2 separate regions of the Macaca fascicularis genome follow, and region 2 is linked to region 1. A link is a contact called in public Hi-C data. All regions are on one chromosome and are shown on one strand. Each heading gives the region's core, a stretch centred on a gene start, on an enhancer-like site or on the middle of the called end of the contact. The rest is flanking DNA. Distances are from core to core; before and after follow the strand shown.

Region 1 (4,265 bases), core at 840-3,339:
ATTTTTGGTAGCACGATAGACACGGGAACTAGATTGCAGAGTGCTGACAAGTCAATTTCAGAAAACAAAAAAGACACTGAATGTAGAAGACTTTTTTTTTTGAGGTGGAGTCTCCCTCTGTCGCCCAGGCTAGAGTGCAGTGGCACGATCTCAGCTCACTGCAACCTCCGCCTCCCCGGTTCAAGCGATTCTCCTGCTTCAGCCTCCTGAGTATAGAATACTTTTTAAGGAAAGAAAGTTTGCTTGTGAAGGAAACAACTGAAAGCTACAGAAGAATTAGTTAAGGAACCAGAATTTGTAGAAGGTTGACAACAGAAAAGATAATTACTGGATGAGAAAGAGGGGTATTGGAACTAGAATATGTATGAAGCGTTAATCTCACATATTAACAGTGAGTTTCTCATTCCTAGATACTGGAGAAAAGGAAATCTCAGGAAATTTCTAGCACTTGGAAAACTGTGAAGTTCTAAGTTAAAAGTCATATAATGAAATGGGCTGGGATTTAAAGACTGCAAAAAGTATTCAAGTGGAAAGGGAGAAAAAGATGCTGAAGAATATACAAAGCAGGAGGGAGGGATGCAGCTGAAATTATAAAATCTAAATCAGTAGTGGTGAGATACACAATGCAGTGCTTTGTTCTACACTGGACTCAGCAACGACTGTAGGAGAGGAATAGGCAGATGGTTACCACTCTGCATATATATTTACTATAGCAGTTATTACACTGTAAAGCCCCTGGAAACAGAGACTTTGATTCCACAAATTATGCACACAGTAGGCACATGATGAATTTTTGTTTGAATGAATTGATTTAGTCATTGCCAATTCTGCCATGGTACTCTGTAGAGTACTGGCAACTGCCCACATTTCATATGGTATGCCAATGCTAAAAAGAAAAAAATGCTAAAAAAAAAAAAAAAATCCAGGCATATTCAGCTAAACTTAGCAGTCTTAAAATGGCAACTATGTCAGCTGAGACATACTTTTAATCTTGTGCCAGTACATCTGTCTTTGATGTTTGCTTCATTTTCCTTATGCCACTATACTCCCACTAGACCAGAAAGGGATAATTCTGAGTTCAATGGGCTCCACTATCATTTCAAAAGTCCTGAAAGTTCTTTAGACACCTAAAAATGAACCCACAACCCCCATCACAATATTCCTTCCGAGAGAAGCATACTGACAATAATCATTATTTATGCCTGCTTCCAAGTTGAATCTAAGAGGGCCAGAAGAGCTAAATCAGGGTCATTCAGAGAATCGTCTACAAAGTCTGGCACAGACCACGCATCCTTCCCGTGTCTTCCTCCCCTCGTAAACTTGAGGTGTAATGATCTTAGACATCTCCTAATCGACTGCCTTCATATTACACACGTGTAAACTCGTAGAGGATGTCTATGAGCCAAGCTTAAACTTAGGTAACGAAGGCTCTTTTCCCAACACGACGCCATCTCTCATGATCCAAAGCTTTATCTCTAGATTTGGCGGTCGAAAAAAACGACCAGGAATAAAACTACGTACAGCAGTCCAGAACGAGGCCCCACCTCCCGGATCTGGCTGACTGGCCTCCCGTCAACAAAGTGTCTGGACCGCGCTTCCGCACCTCACACTGCCCGGGGCCGGCTCCTCTCCAGCCTCCCCGTACTCCCCACACATCGTAGCACAGCGCGCCCGCGGGGCCCCAGACCCGGCCCTCGAAATCTCACTTTCGCCTTTCGGCCGCCCGCGCCCCACGGCTCAGGCGACGGCTGATGGCGTCACTGCACTTCCGCCTGCGGCTGCGTTCTAATCACAAGCCAGGAAGGAAGAAGGGAGGGCTGCAGGGCTGTGTGTGCGGGAAATAGAGAGGAAAGAGAAGAAATCCGGGAGCTCGCGGGCGCTCCGGCTGCAATCGCGCCCCCCTTATCTGTCCCCGCCGTTCCCCTTCGGAACGTGCCCCAGGCACACTTCCCCGGCTTTCTAGTCTCCTCTTCTCTGGTTCTCCCGACACCCGGTATCCCTCTTAAACGCCTCACCCCCTTCCCTTGCTCCCTCCCTCTCCCTCCCTCCCATCGTCAGGCTCCCCGCCCTTAGTATCGCGAGACGAGGTGAGAGCTGGCGGAGCGGCGGCGGCGGCGGCAGTAGAGGTGACCGAGGCGGTGGCGGCGGAGACGGCACCGATTGCTGTGTCGGCCCCAGTGCGGCCGAAGTCGCGGTAGAGCGTAGCCCCCACGCCCCTCCCCCGTCCGCGCCCTCCCTCTTTCCCTGGGGATGGAGAAGGCGACGGTTCCGGTGGCGGCGGCGACGGCTGCAGAAGGAGAAGGGAGCCCCCCGGCGGTGGCGGCTGTGGCGGGCCCCCCCGCGGCGGCGGAGGTCGGCGGCGGCGTTGGCGGCAGCAGCGGAGCTCGCTCGGCCTCGTCTCCTCGTGGGATGGTGCGAGTCTGCGACCTGCTCCTGAAGAAGAAGCCGCAGCAGCAGCAGCACCACAAGGCCAAGCGTAACCGGACTTGCCGACCCCCTAGCAGCAGCGAAAGCAGCAGCGACAGCGACAACAGCGGCGGCGGTGGAGGCGGCGGTGGAGGCGGCGGTGGAGGCGGAGGTGGCGGCGGCGGCACCAGCAGTAACAACAGCGAGGAAGAAGAGGACGACGACGACGAGGAAGAGGAGGTTTCTGAGGCAAGGGCCTGGTTTCCAAGGAAGGAGGGAGGAAGGGACTGTAAGGGATAGGGGCCGAAGGTGGGAGGGGACTTTCAGTGGGACAGATTCCAGTGGGTTGATCTCTTAGGGGCCAGGCTTTCGACTGCCCCCTTTCTTCCCTCGGCCTAAATCGTGAGGTGTGGGAATGTGGGGGAGGGTAGCTGACACGTGGGGGTGGGAGGACCACGGAGTTCACAGAGTTGGTGAACAGCCTGTTATCATGGCATGGCTCACATGGTTAAGGATGGAGGGAATTGGTTAGATTCCCAGTTTGCACGCCGGGGGGTGGGGGGGGGGGGTGATCTGCCTGGGGCCAGTAGGGCCACCTTAGTCTGGGACGGGATCGGGATCAAAGCGGGAGGAGTAAAATAATAGGTAGATGAGTCTCTTGGGGACCAACTAGGAGGTTGTTCAACTTCTCCCAGCTGTGAGATGGAGGGGAGCAGTTTGAGGGGGACGTAAGGTTGTAATGGACTCAGAGCTAAGTGTTTGTGTATGTGAGGGACACGTGAGAAGCTGTACTTTTCCATACTGTTCTGCAGGGTTTTTCGTAACTATCCTGGCTGCTGAAGTAACTTCACTTCCTCGATCTTCCAAGGATTTTCGATGAGCTGATGCTGTATTTGTATACATTTATCAGTAACTCTAAATAATTATAAATGACCATATACATTTGTAAGTGGATGAAAAATATATTTGATCCTTACACGTACATACATGTCTTCAAATGTCTCGTTAGTGAATTAGAATTAAGCTAGGACCTGTTGTCCCATACTATGGGACAGCCAAAGAGTCGGCTTTGGAGCCAGGCCTGGTTGTGGTGAGTTGGAATAGGAAGGCCTCTCGGTTTGTCCTAGTGATCTGGTTTCATAATAACTTTGTAATTTTTCTTGGGTCCACAGACAGGCGGCGTTGCAGGACCTTATTCCTCATAGAAGCCCTTACAACCCAAAGGCTCAGTAAAACATACCATACTGACAACCAACTGAGTTAGCTTTACTAGTTATTAGCTCTTTTATCACTCTCTTGTCTCCTTCCTGAAATAGAATCTAGAAAAATCTTTATCTGGAGAGGGAAATCTTTATCAGCAGAGGGAAAACAGCTTTGAAGACTGATTTTAAACTTAGTTCTAAGAGGAGACCAACTGATTCGTCTAGAACTAACACTATTTATTCTCTTCCACAAACATGGAACTTATTTTGATGCAAGTCTGGTTTTCTGAACATTGGATTTATTGAATCCTGGTCTCTGTTGAAATAGGGAAGTACCTTTTAAAGGATTTGACACATGTCTATTTGTAGAAGACCAGACTCTCTTTTATCTCAGACTGGATGAAGTTACGTAGGTAGAGATATTAAGTGTTCAAGTATGCATGACAAAAATATGCCCCTCCTTGTTTCTATTCCCTTTTAGCCTGTTGGATTCTGAGAATAGGTTTATATTGATAGACTTATATTGGCCTACTTGGATGTTTAGAATAGTGTGTTGCTCTGGCTGCATGTGAAACAAGGAAGAGAAAGATGTGATGGGATCCTTATCCCTAATAAAATTTGTTACGGTACTTAGAATCATTCAATTGTATGATTCTT
Region 2 (4,265 bases), core at 1,208-3,707, 190 kb after region 1:
TTTATTTCTTAAAGGTGTTTTGTTGTTGTTTTATATATACCCTAGTAAGCTATAGTCATTTAGTTTGACAAACATTTCAGAAGGCATATTTGGGAAATGAGAAGCCTAAATGATTACATGATAATGATACTCCATAATCAAATTAGCACTTAATTCAGGCCACTACAACAAAAATACTATTGACTGAGGAGATTAACAGAATGTATTTCTCACAGTTCTGAAAGCTAAGATGTCTAACATCAACATGCCCGTCTTTATGTTTTCTGTTGAGGGCCTTCTCTCTGGTTTGCAGATGGCTGTCTCCTTTTCAATTTCTTCATGTAGGGCAGAAAAAGGTCATCTTGCTTTTGTCTTTTCCTTTTTTTTGTTGCTTTTGTTTTTGTTTTTGTTTTTTTTAAGAGACAGGATCTTGCTCTGTCACCCAGGCTGGAGTGCAGTGGCGTGATCATAGCTCACTGCAACCTCAAACTCCTAGGTTCATGTGATCCTCCCCACGCAGCCTCCCAAAGCACAGGGATTTACAGGCGTAAACCACCATGCCCAGCCTTGTTTCTTCTTATGAGGGCACTTACCCAATTCGAGAGCTCTACCTTTAAGACCAATTACCTCCCAAAGGCCCTACCTCCAAATATCATCACCTTTGGGTTTCAGAAAAGAATCTGGGGAGGACAAAAACATTCAGTCCATAGCAAGCTCCATTCCTGTGTTTGGCACCATGATAGTTAAGAATTACAGAGACTGCAGAAAGAAAATGTAATACATAGTCTCTTCTTAAGGAATTTAAAGTTGAGAAATTAACTGACATAACACTGATATCAAAGACTGGAATAAGCTAATTATAAATGTTGAACTTTTAAAAATGTTTTAATACATTGAACAAGTTCATTTGCAAAGAGGATTGACAAACGATTTCAGTTGGTTCACTCAATAGTTGTAGATCATTTTATACTGTACTCTGAAACAAAAGATACAAGATAATCACAATGTTGTATAAACAGTGCCTATACATTAGTAGTAACACTTTCTTTTGCATTGGGCTTTAAAATTGACAAATACTTCCCCCAACATCCTCTACCAAGTAGATAGCAAGTTCTGGTCATCCCTATTATATGGATTAAGAAATGTGTTTATACAAATATATGAAATTAGCAGAAACTAAATATTCACAAATTTTATTTAGATCACAATATTCAAACTTAAGGAAATACTTTAAAATAAGAATGTAATATATGAACACAATACATAGCAAAAAATGTGTTCCCACACTAAAGTCTCATTTCTGACCCCTGATACAACTCCACAAAATTAAATCTTAGGAAATGAACAGCTTACAGCTTTTTTTTTTTTTTTTTTTTTTTTTTTTTAAGAGATGGGAGTCTTGCTTAAGACTTTAAGAATTTAAAAATTCATGTATAGATATATCAGTCAGTTTGGAAAGCACATGAATTCCAGAATCCTGAGAAAGTTATCGTAGGGTACCCTTGGTTAGGTGCACAGTGAAGGGCAAACGATAGCTGCCGTTTGACATTACCCAACATTTGTTGGAGGCTTCTTTTCCTAAATAAATAAATAAAATCAAGGTTTACTCCTCACAACATATTTTGGTATGTAGTCTAGGGGTGACCCTTCGGTGGGGAAACTCCTCCACGACATTCCATTTTGTTGTTTCCAAGAACACAAAAGTAAAAACTATATAGTTCATGTAGATTCAACGTATTCCTTTTAACCAGAAGACAGCCAATGCTGCTGTTCGGGCTCTCTAAAGCTTATATAGGATACAAGTAAACTCCAGTGAGGAATTCACCGTACTGCCAGTGAACTGCCAGTGACAGTTTCCCTTAAATGAAGAGACGACACTTTTATCTTACTGTAAGATTTTGCTGCTATTTACCATGGAAGACAAAACATCGAAGAAATTCAGTTTGCAGGTGGTGTTCAAAATACTAACTGGAACAGATGGGTCAATTAAATCTACAAGAGACTGAACTACCCCTCGTGCTTTAAGTATGCTTATTAACACTCAGGGTCAGCAAGAAACATGCGTCTCTCTACAAGCCGGCACTTTAGCAACGTGTGACTCGCGTATTATAACCTATCGTAATCGCTAGCGGAAGCAATCAGGTGCACGTAAAAAGGTTGGGGATCAGCTTCTGGTCACAAAAAAAAAACACCGAGCAAAGATAATTCCCCTACAAATGACGATTAGCGTTAGTGAAAAAGAATGGTAAGTTACACGGTGAAGATGAACTTTGCAAGGCGAGCGCTCCCTAGAGAACACCCAGCCCCGCGGAGGGCAGCAGGCTCCACCCATGTCTGCAGTTTTGGTCCGGCCTCGGAGTAACCACCCTAGCAGAGGGAAGTTTCGCGTGTGCGCAGTAGGCCTGCCCAGTGCCGCGTGGGAAAGGCGGGACCTTCCTATCTCTTGCGTCATATCAACTGCGACGCAAGACGTCACCGGCTTGACTGGGAAGGTCAATCGCGGCTGCAGGCGGATACGCCCGCGCTTTATGCCCGCTGTTGCAGAAGCGTGCGCGTTAACAGCTTTGGCTGGCTGGTGTATGTCGGCAGGATTGTGAAGCCCGGGTTCCGGGCTCTGCCGTGGTGCAGAAATGCTGTGCCGACTCGGCGGTCGGTGGCTGCGGCCGCTCCCTGCCCTGCAGCTGCGGGCTAGGGACCCGGCGCTTGCGCCGGTTCCTACGAGCGGCGCCAAACGCCCCACTCTCTCAGTGTGGGCAGTGGCACCAGTCTGTGCAGTCCATGCGAACGGCTGGTACGAGGCCCTGGCCGCGTCTTCGCCGGTGCGGGTTGCGGAAGAAGTACTGCTCGGCGTGCAGGCCACCACGGGCCTGCCCTGGTGGGGCAGCATTCTGCTCTCCACCGTGGCCCTGCGGGGTGCTGTCACGCTGCCTTTGGCCGCCTACCAGCACTACATCCTGGCCAAGGTGAGGGGCGCCGAGCCGTGCGCGTACCCTGCGCTGCAACACCTGCGGCGTAGGAAGGCCGACATTCACTCAGGGTTTTCGATCCCACGATGTTGCCTGCTGCAGTGCTTAATGCTTAATCATCGTGACCATTTCATTGTGACCATTTTAGCGTTAAAAATAATTTAACTAGCATTAGGTGTGTTAAATATTTTGTGATACATGTACCTGTCATTTCGTTTGTCCTACTGGATTTGTACTCCAAGCACAAGTGGTTACTATACTTGCTCTCGGGAAACGGAGTCAAAGAAATCAGTCGCAGAAGAAATTGTGTTGGCGAAACCTATAAAATTCATGTCTTAAAAGTTTTAACAGCCAGTATGTCTGCAGCGTCTTTCGTCCCAAAGTATTCCAGCTGATCTTTTTTATTAGGAAGAAACTACTGGACTAACAGTTTGCGAACTTGATTCCTGTCCAGGCCCGACTAAGACTGTGTCTGGTCGGTCGCAGTCACTTGAACTTTTACTGCTGAATCCTTTTTTCTGAGGAATAAGGATAGCAGTACCTTCCTTGCCTACTTCACAACATTATCAGAGCAGGTCAGATAATACGGGTTCAAGTGCTTGATTATTCAAATGGGATATTTCAAAAATAGTGGCTTTCATGTTTTCAAGTTGTGAGCATGGGGGAAAAAAACCGGAAACAAAACAGGAACGGAATCAGCAGCAACATTAAGGCAGTGAGCCATTTTACAGGAAGAATGAACACAGGGCAGGAATAAATGCTATTTTTGTTTTTGATTTGTGGCTATCGCAGTGGAAGGTTCTTAACAGACAGCTGTTTTCTCCGCTTACATTACTAGGAAATCTAAAGATGGAACAGTAAAGCTCAGGGTGCAGTTCTCATCTAATACTTATAACCCTGTGAAGTAGGTGCTGTTATATATTTTATGTGAGGGAACCTGATTTTAGAGGTTAAGTTACTTACCCAGGATCACATGGATAAGTATACATTGTGAATTTGGTTGTGACTGAGGACATTTTAAGCAAATTAACATCTTGTGCTTAGACTTAAGGTTTCTTGACATGATCAGTAAACTACATTTTTAAATGACTCGAGGGAATAATGTGAAAAATTCTGAGTTATTGTGAATAAAGATCTTTTATATGCTCATAACAAAACCTATTTTTTAGCTAGGTGGAAAATTTGCAGCCAGAAATAAAAGCTATTGCCAGGCATCTTAACCAAGAAGTTGTAGTTCGTGCAAATCAGTTGGGGTGGTCCGAAAGAGTTGCCAGGTAAGCAAATTATATCCATGTAAGAGCGCGCGCACACACACACACA

The links. A called contact is a pair of places that touch in the nucleus more often than the background predicts.
Region 2: a contact with region 1 is called in a Hi-C map of liver, with 2.3 times the contacts expected there. The contact joins the promoter of COX18 here to the promoter of ANKRD17 in region 1. A contact is called at or near these places in 2 of 2 Hi-C or Micro-C datasets (liver and skeletal muscle).

Annotation. Positions count from the first base shown.
Region 1 is chr5:60,725,690-60,729,954 of T2T-MFA8v1.1, forward strand. It overlaps ANKRD17 (ankyrin repeat domain 17), which reads left to right and starts at 2,090. Exons shown (of 33, transcript XM_045392508.3): 1 at 2,090-2,655. The coding sequence starts at 2,251. It overlaps LOC141410304 (a long non-coding RNA gene), which reads right to left and starts at 1,764. Exons shown (of 2, transcript XR_012434879.1): 1 at 222-1,764.
Region 2 is chr5:60,913,544-60,917,808 of T2T-MFA8v1.1, forward strand. It overlaps COX18 (cytochrome c oxidase assembly factor COX18), which reads left to right and starts at 2,458. Exons shown (of 5, transcript XM_074039889.1): 1 at 2,458-2,942. The coding sequence starts at 2,758.